Regions from separate parts of the Mus musculus genome. Here all the other regions are linked to region 2. A link is a contact called in public Hi-C data. All regions are on one chromosome and are shown on one strand. Each heading gives the region's core, a stretch centred on a gene start, on an enhancer-like site or on the middle of the called end of the contact. The rest is flanking DNA. Distances are from core to core; before and after follow the strand shown. Region 1 has its middle 68 kb from the start of Gm13575. Region 2 has its middle 64 kb from the start of Gm8541. Region 3 overlaps Fign (fidgetin).

Region 1 (2,700 bases), core at 33-2,532, 950 kb before region 2:
CTTACTGATAGAAAAAAAAAGTGTCCTTTAAATCGACAGTTGCCACAGTGTTGGACAATGCGACCGAAGGAAATAATTTACATTATGAAGAGCTCAACAAACAAATCCTGTAAATAATACATGCTGAAGAGCAGCACACAGCTCCAGCAAGGCTTTTCTCAGAGAGACTGCGTTTAAAACATTTATTGGAGGCATATATTACAGTATATCACTTACTGGCTGGAAGCCATGCAATATGTGTCTTTACAAAAAAAATTACCTTGTAATATGAGCCCCTCCAAGGCATAATTATATAATAACGTTCTTATTGGGAAAACTGGAAGTAGGCCAAGCCTTGTCCAAATATAGTGAATGTCAGAGCCAAATTTATTATCCTTAGCTATTAACAGGAGAAGGCAGGTTTTGTTTACCAAGCCTAATTCTCTCCTAATTACAGCCACTATAAAATAATTACTATCCATGGGATAACAACACAAGACAGAGTGACTAACAGAAGAAACTGCAGGGGTTAGAAAACAGAGTGCAATCCTGTGTCATTTTGAACAGCTTGTGTACTGCCATGAACAAATTAACGGACTTCATTAAGGAATTATATTTTAAGAGTGGCTTTGCGGTGAAGCACCGAAGCAATTAATGCTTCCTATTTGGTCCTAGATCTGAGTTGCAGTGCGGTTTGAGACAGCAACTAAATTTTTTTCTTTTAATTTTTGATGTATCAGGTTTAATAGGATTACAAGCACATTACTGGGCAAGATAGTTAATGAGTGTTGAGAAAAACCTCTGTTTGGGACAAATGATCTGCGGCCCCTGCTAACTTGTTTCGTCTTTATGAGCTGATTTCTTACCGTGGTGATTTTAATAATCTACTAAAGACAAACGCCAACTTTTATCTAATTCCATTTCGCAACCTGCCCTTCTGTCCTCAACTCGGTTGGATCACGTTTTAGATGAAAGGGGTATTTTTTCAGAGAGGGCAGCGCTTCCCGCGTCTCGATTTGTGCCACAAAAATTGGGAACTTGAAATATTATTTCAATATTTCATATTTGCTTTCCACACAAATCAAAAAGGAGTATTATCTAGTTGAAACATGATGCCTCATTAAGTTCTCAATGTCGCCGGCTCCCGCATTCCCTCACTTCTTCCATCTCATCACAGTGCTCCAGAGATCGAAGGAAGCCTTGCTGCAGACCCTCAAACCCTTGAAAAGGAGGCAGTGGGATCGACCACTGTTCTGACTTCCTGTCCAGAACCGCCAGGGTGAAAGGCCAAGCTGCACTGTGCTGTGTGCGGCTCCTCCCTCCAGCTTCGAACTCCAAAGTACACTCACCTCAGAGTAGGAAAGAGGGCCCTGTTTTGGTGACTTGGTGGAAACATACAAACTCAGCACACTTGGGAAGTTGGTTTTAGATAGTGTTTTTAATAGGCCTCCAGATGGCCACATAAAAGCAAAAGGGTTATTATAGCAACTCCCAGCCGGGCCATTAGAGATAAAGGTGGGCCAGAATTTTCTTGAAAAAGAAAAAAAAATTCTTTTGAGGAGTACATGACCTGTTCTTCGGAGGAAAAAAAAATCTTCAGGGGATGTAGGGGACGGAATTCTAAATCCAGAAATTCAGTTTCGAATCGTAGTTACCTTTCCCAATGTTACATCATGCAAATCAAGTCGCTTATTTTAAAGTTGGAGTTTCAGCATGTAATCTTAGTCCTTCCCAATAATGCTGTGCAAGCTTCAGGTTCCTTTTTTTCCCCCTCTTTCCTCCTTTCCTTTTTTATTCTCTAGATACTGCACATTTCTACAGGGAAATAAAGTGAAGAAAGGAATAGGCAATAAAGAGATTCAGGAAAAACTTTTCATGTGGAAAAAAATGTCCTGTCTCAAACTATATATATATATATATATATATATATATATATATATATATATATATATATATATTGCACATGGCTTTTGAGCTGCGAGGTTGAAGGAGGACATGAAATGAAGGTCCCCCAGTGGCTGAACACCTCCTCATTGTACAATCAAAAGAGAAGCATTGAACGTCTCCTTTCTTTCCCTGCGGTCAGAAGCCACAGTAGCTCAGAGGTTGGAAATAGGACTGGCTGGCTTCACTTGGCTCAGCCATGTGATCTGATCTCCTCCATTCTTTTTTATTTTTTTCTGTAATTTTTTTTCAAAACTCTTCCACTATACACCAGTCACCATATTGTTCAAAGTTTTATTTGGGGGTCTCTGCCTGCACTCTAACACCACACGGGCACATACACAGTTGTTTGCCAGGAAGCAGAAAGACATGGTTACCCCCTAAAGCTGGCAGGTTTGTCTCTCTCCAGTCCTGTTCAACTTTCACTGTGAGTCAATTCCCCCCAGATTCCATGGGTAGCTAGCTCAGCTCGTTGGTGTGCCCCACTTTGAATGGTGTCTTTTCATCTTTTCTTGTGTCTCCTTGGGAATCTTGGTTAAAAGTTAGAGGAAGCAGTTTTAAGGATTACTATCCATCTCTTACTTTAAAATGAAGCATCTCTTAAAAGTTTCATTCCTGTTATTTTAAAATGTATTGAGGTATTTGAAAATACCTCAAGTTATGCAGTGAATATGCATATTTGCTGAGATTAAACAATTGTGATGCATGATCAAAAGTTTTAAATATTTCCTTCTTGCTTCTTTTTCCCAATAAAGCATTGCAATAAAGTGATGAGGT
Region 2 (2,700 bases), core at 182-2,681:
AAGTCAGATGTTTGTAGGTGTCAGAACATTGTCACCTACAGTGCTGGTGATGCCTTTTCCTGCCCATATCTCAGGGACCTGATGGCTTTCTAAAATCAATTTCTAGGTCTCGGTACTACTCTCCATTCCAAGTTTTTGAAAATAAGCAGCTTTTCTATCCACAGCTCTATGTAAAAATAGGAATGACATGTACTTCCAAATCAAGTTCCATATTCATTTATGCTTTTTATAAATAAATTATTTCATTTTATATAGTTCAGAATAATTAATATGCATAAGGGTGACATTAACACAGTAAAGGTACAGAGAGACAATGAGACAGTCAAGAATAACTGTATTTACTTTGTAAGCTAACAGAAATCCTGTATCTTAGAGAAATGAATCATTTTCATACCTACTACAATTTTAATGCCTAAATAGCATGTGAAATAATTAAATTAGTAAATGAAAAGGCAGGTAACTTAATCACTGTAGAGCATTTGCTAATAAAAATAATGGTGTTAATAGCTACCATTAATTTGGTAGCTTCCATGTTCAAGGTCCAAGCACATTACATATATTACTGGTAATTCTCATTAAAACATGGTAAGGTGGATAATTTACCATTATTTCATTAAAAGAACCTAGAGCCCAGAGAAATTTGATCAGTTGCCCAAGAGTTTATAGAAATTAAGCCTGGAGTTAAACCTACTTTTTCTGATTATGTTCTATAGTTTTCCCATACTTCCTTCCACCCCCAAAATTACAACTATATTTTATGAAAAACGTCTTCCTTGGTAGAACCTTTAAAATCTAGTTAATATGATAGATCATTGCTTTGGCATTTCTTTGCTGGTAGAGATTAGTTGTCCTCAAAATAGTATCAAATGCATTTCATTTATTTCTTCACTCAACTAGTACTGCCTCTCTGCTCTGAGCAATATGCTGTTATAGCCATAGTGGGGATATCAATTAGGAAGTGAGCAGAATCCAAGAGCCTAATAATAAAACACTGAACATCATTACAGTTGTTGTAAAGAACATCATAAAAATGAGTAAACAAAGGAAAACCAAACAGGGATTTAAGGAGAGAGGTCGGAGGACACATGACTGAATTCAGTGTTCTGACTTCTGGTATATCACTAAAATGTATGTACTATAATAGAATGAACTACACTTACCTAGTGCATCACGGGCTCTGCTGCCTTTCCTCTTCTCTCCAAGCAGAAGCCCATACAGCATTACCACTGCAGCACCCGAGAGCATTTTGAGTGTACTACTTTGCCATTAGGAAGTCCACAAGAGAGAACTTCTCTGTTCTAGTTTTCACAATGATATGTGCCATGGCTGGACTGCCTAGTGTTCACTAGGTATAAATATGTAGGGAAGTAATTCGGAAAGGAGAGATGAAGGGGGGAAAACAGAAGACAAGAACAGAGAAGGGCACTCTACTCTCACAATGACTCATGCTTTGTAAGGGAATTCTGGAGAGTCAGATGGTCCATTTGTTTTTCTAAACACGTGTAACTGAAAGATAATTTATTGAACCATATTGCCACATTCAGAAAGTAAATAGCATTTTTTCCACAAATTAAACAAGACAAGATGATAATTTCTTCTAATTTATATTACTAGAAATTTGTTCGTCAAGCCCAGTGGTCAAAATTGTCTTGGGACGTGGGGTTGGATTAGTTAGCTGCTGGGAAGTGCACAAGGTCATTGACTTTGGACTTACAGGAAGTCACAGGCCTCTTCTTCCTGGTTTCTTTCAGTTTCTACTCTCCAGAGCAAACACCCAAGCTGTGTTTTCTGCAACTTGGTTTCTCAACATTTTCCAGTAAACAAGGGTGCAGATGAACCTCTGGTCAATTATGAACCGCTTTTAATTGTATAAAACATTTCAACCTAGAGAGAAAATAAGTACGTAAGATCTCTTCTTACCTAAAGATAGTCTGGATCATGAAGAGTGATAAAACCTTATGCTTTGATTCCTCAGAGTAAGGCAAAAAACAAAAACAAAAACAAACAAAAAAAACAAAACAAAACAAAAAATACCAACAACAACCACCCAAACAAGAGCAAACCTAACGTGTGTGTTCATGGGTATACACGTATTCTTGACTACCTGTCATAGAGTCACCCTTGGTGCATGGGTTTGCGTGATTGAGTCTTTCTAGCTGCAGATTTCCATTTTCCTCCTGTTTGTCTCTTCCCATATACATAGCATTATGACTGGCCCACTTCATCCTTGCTTTCTTTGGGAGTGGTCTTGGTCTCTAAGACATCACTTCCACAATCTCCTTGGATTCAGAGAACAGTTCATTAGGGCTGATCTCTTTCAGTCCCCTTTCTTTCTTCCCTTTCTGCACCTTGGGCTCTGGGCCTTTTTATTCCTCAGGTCTGCTATAGGTTAAGTCTAAGCACTTACATTCCCTTGCTTTTAACTCAGCCAGCACTGGCATCTGTATTCAGTCACCCTCCCTGTGAATAAATAAATTCAGATACCAGCCTCCAAAATCTCAGGTCTGGCTGGACAAACAGCTTGAGATGCAGCTCCTGTCACAGTTTCCTCTCACCTTGGAACAAAAAATCTCAATGGCACTGAGATGCAGCTGATTGTATCTTTAGTTCCCCGGTGTATAGGTTTGCCAGACTCTTAGAGGGCTACCATGTACCCTACAAACAATTAGCATTCAATAAAAGGCAAGTTATGCATCCAAG
Region 3 (2,700 bases), core at 147-2,646, 560 kb before region 2:
ATGCATGGGGTAGTTTGTAAGGTAGGACCACAGTTCAGAAGTGAGCAAGAAATATACATACTGTGGGCAATTGCAATAGTTTTGTTTTTCCCCTGCAAAGTGAAAATCAGGTTTGCAGGATTCTCTGGTCTAGACTCTAGGTCCCTGGGGATTCCTTTGTGTTCTCATGAAATGAAGTCTTTTGTACTTTTTAGTTAAGTGCAGACAAACCACTTATTTACGGTATAATGTGAGCATAGATACATTCAAATGAAAGGCATTTCATGAAAAAGTAGCTAGTTATAAAGTAGATTACATACAAATTTGGTACACAAGGCATTTGATGGACAAATACCACCTTTTGGAAAGGATATATTCCTATTCCCCATCAAGAGAAAGGTCTGGCTGCTTGAGGGATGTGTGGATATGCATTTGGCCTGCATCTCTTCTTACTGACTTCCCTCTGTGGGTTGTTGATGAGAATGAATGAAGATGTGGCCTTTTTAGGGATTTGTGTCTTCAGCCAAGCTTTAGATTTTACAACATCATATGTGCTAGCAGATTTATGAAGGTAATTCATAATCATACTATGTTAGACTCTTTAGGGGCTGAGTGGATTTTAAGATCTTCACTCAATCCTCTTGCTTTAAAGAAACATGTATATATATACATATACATATACATATATGTATGTGTATATGTATATGACATACACACATAAGCAATGACATGGTCATACGTGCAGTCATTGCTTTCTAAACATGATAGTACCTGGATATTTGAATCTCTCCTTCCATTCCTCCCTTTTTTCTCCCTTCTCTCTTCCTCCTTCCCTCTTTCCACCTTCATTTTCTCTTCCACCCTTCTTTTTTTTTTTTTTTTTCTGACACAGGGTCTCTAGGCTGGCCTTGAATTATTTTTCATCCAAGGCAAAGATGACCTTGGACTCTGGATCATTCTGTCTCCACCTCTCAAGTGCTGAGATTACAGGCATGTGCCTCTGCATCTGGCTTTCTGTACTGCAGGGCAGTGCAGCATTCAGCTTGCACAATCTCCCATCCACTCTAGTATGCTAACACATGTCCCTGGCGTTATCTCTTGCAGCACCTCCATCAAGTCTCTCCACTGCCTCCTGTCCACTCAGCAGCCTCCTTCTAACCTCACTGTTAGCTGGTTGAATGAAAGAAATCGATAAGACTGTTAAAACTATCAAGAACTTTTTAAAACGGAGAAATAATATTTTAATTACTCCTGACATGCCAGTTTGAAGCCCATATCCTACTTTATGACAGTTCAGTTTAGAAACTACATTGCTTCATTTCGGTAACTTTATTACCATTTGGCTCAGAGATTGCTATTTCGCCTTGGCCACAGATTTCATCAGTTGCCCGGTTCACCTTTGTCCGCGTTATACTTGTGAAATGACCCCTTCCGTTAGTGCTTGTCAATAGTAAATTGCTATATTCTGTGCCTAGAAACACACTGGAGGACGACAACACTTTATTGAATGACTGAGTTTGTAGTTAATTTTTTTTCCAAAATTAAAACTTAATTGGAATAGTTCTAATTGTTATTTAGTGTCCATGAATTAAGACATTGTTTGGGGTCAGCTATTTCTGATAATGTTCTTATTCTTAAAAAGAATACAAGACTTTTAGACCATACTGTACATGTCTTTGCAGACCAAGTATGTTTTGTTTCCTCTCTAATTTTCTATCCATTCTACAAAAATATAAACATGTGAGGTGGCCAAGGTTCAATAGTACTATGACACCAAATTAAATTTACATTGGAGAATTTTCTGTGGATGAATCCTTTGTCCACAGAAAGCTCTGTTTTGTTTAAAGCAAGGAATATGCACTCTCTCATGTGATGACAGAATGAAAGAAATTTCAATTTCTTACTGAAGGCTAGCTTTGAGTAATATTTCCTTTCAAACAAATAAGCAAAGTGTGGTACTTAAAATATTCATCACTATTTCGGTTATTTCAAGATTAAATGTATTTGTGTTAAACATGTAAATTTGTTAACTGTTAAAGTATTATCTATTCCATTATAACATTTATGGGAAAGAACGTCGCTGCTCACTTCTTTACAGTGTTTAGCTCCTCTATCTCATTAACAAAGCTGTTGCCAAAAATAGAACCCCCTGATAAGTTGCTTGAAAATGGAGGTAAAATAAATGCCAACCGCCTTCCAGACCCAGCTCTGGGGGACTCAATGCTGCCTGCAGAACTTTCTTGTTTGTCCAGTGGTATCAGGAAGCACCTAGGTTGAGATGAAAGAATTCACAACTTTTACTTTTCTATCACCTGAATTTCAAAGTCCTTACTTACATCATGGACTTTTGCTTCATTTTATTTTTGCTTTGTATACTCTGAAATAGCCAACCATGAGATTGTTTACCTATTTATAGGCAAAGAGAGAAGGGTGAAGGAGCCAGAGGGAGAGTCAGTGATAGAGACAAGAGAGACACTTAGAGACACTGAGGGAGAGAAAGTATGGAAGAATACTGATTTTCATTAAATTCTAGTATCTCAAATTAACATATGGTTGATTGAAATTTCATTATTAAATAGACATGAAAGAAAAAAGGTATTATTAGAAGCAATACTTTTACTAATGTTAGGCAACATGATAGCAAGGAAATAACAATTTCTCCACTTCCAGATACAGAAAATTATACCATTGCTGTGACTTTCAGGAATAGAAGAGATTCAG

What was found. Hi-C and Micro-C count contacts between places; a contact is called where the count stands out from the background.
Region 1: a contact with region 2 is called in a Hi-C map of liver, with 2.4 times the contacts expected there. The contact joins two enhancer-like sites. A contact is called at or near these places in 1 of 39 promoter capture datasets (the C10 cell line), 2 of 15 datasets of contacts at CTCF or cohesin (liver and stem cell-derived epiblast-like cells), 75 of 484 Hi-C or Micro-C datasets (the AtT-20 cell line, the C10 cell line, the HL-1 cell line and 33 more) and 4 of 115 datasets of contacts at active chromatin or transcription factors (astrocytes, embryonic basal ganglia, epiblast stem cells and 1 more).
Region 3: a Hi-C map of liver shows a contact between it and region 2, with 4 times the contacts expected there. The contact joins two enhancer-like sites. A contact is called at or near these places in 2 of 39 promoter capture datasets (cranial neural crest and second pharyngeal arch cranial neural crest), 1 of 484 Hi-C or Micro-C datasets (liver) and 1 of 115 datasets of contacts at active chromatin or transcription factors (embryonic basal ganglia).

The regions. Positions count from the first base shown.
Region 1 is chr2:64,460,418-64,463,117 of GRCm38.p6, reverse strand. No RefSeq gene overlaps it. Among named protein-coding and RNA genes, the nearest start is that of Gm13575, 68 kb to the right of the region's middle. Within about 2 kb of position 1,282, at least 3 of the 459 cell types and tissues checked have an H3K27ac peak or open chromatin away from gene starts, as enhancers often do. A contact at or near this core is called in liver, where this site is marked.
Region 2 is chr2:63,509,727-63,512,426 of GRCm38.p6, reverse strand. No RefSeq gene overlaps it. Among named protein-coding and RNA genes, the nearest start is that of Gm8541, 64 kb to the left of the region's middle. Within about 2 kb of position 1,431, at least 3 of the 459 cell types and tissues checked have an H3K27ac peak or open chromatin away from gene starts, as enhancers often do. A contact at or near this core is called in liver, where this site is marked.
Region 3 is chr2:64,068,822-64,071,521 of GRCm38.p6, reverse strand. The region is part of intron 2 of Fign (fidgetin); the gene reads left to right. Among named protein-coding and RNA genes, the nearest start is that of Fign, 28 kb to the left of the region's middle. Within about 2 kb of position 1,396, at least 16 of the 459 cell types and tissues checked have an H3K27ac peak or open chromatin away from gene starts, as enhancers often do. A contact at or near this core is called in liver, where this site is marked.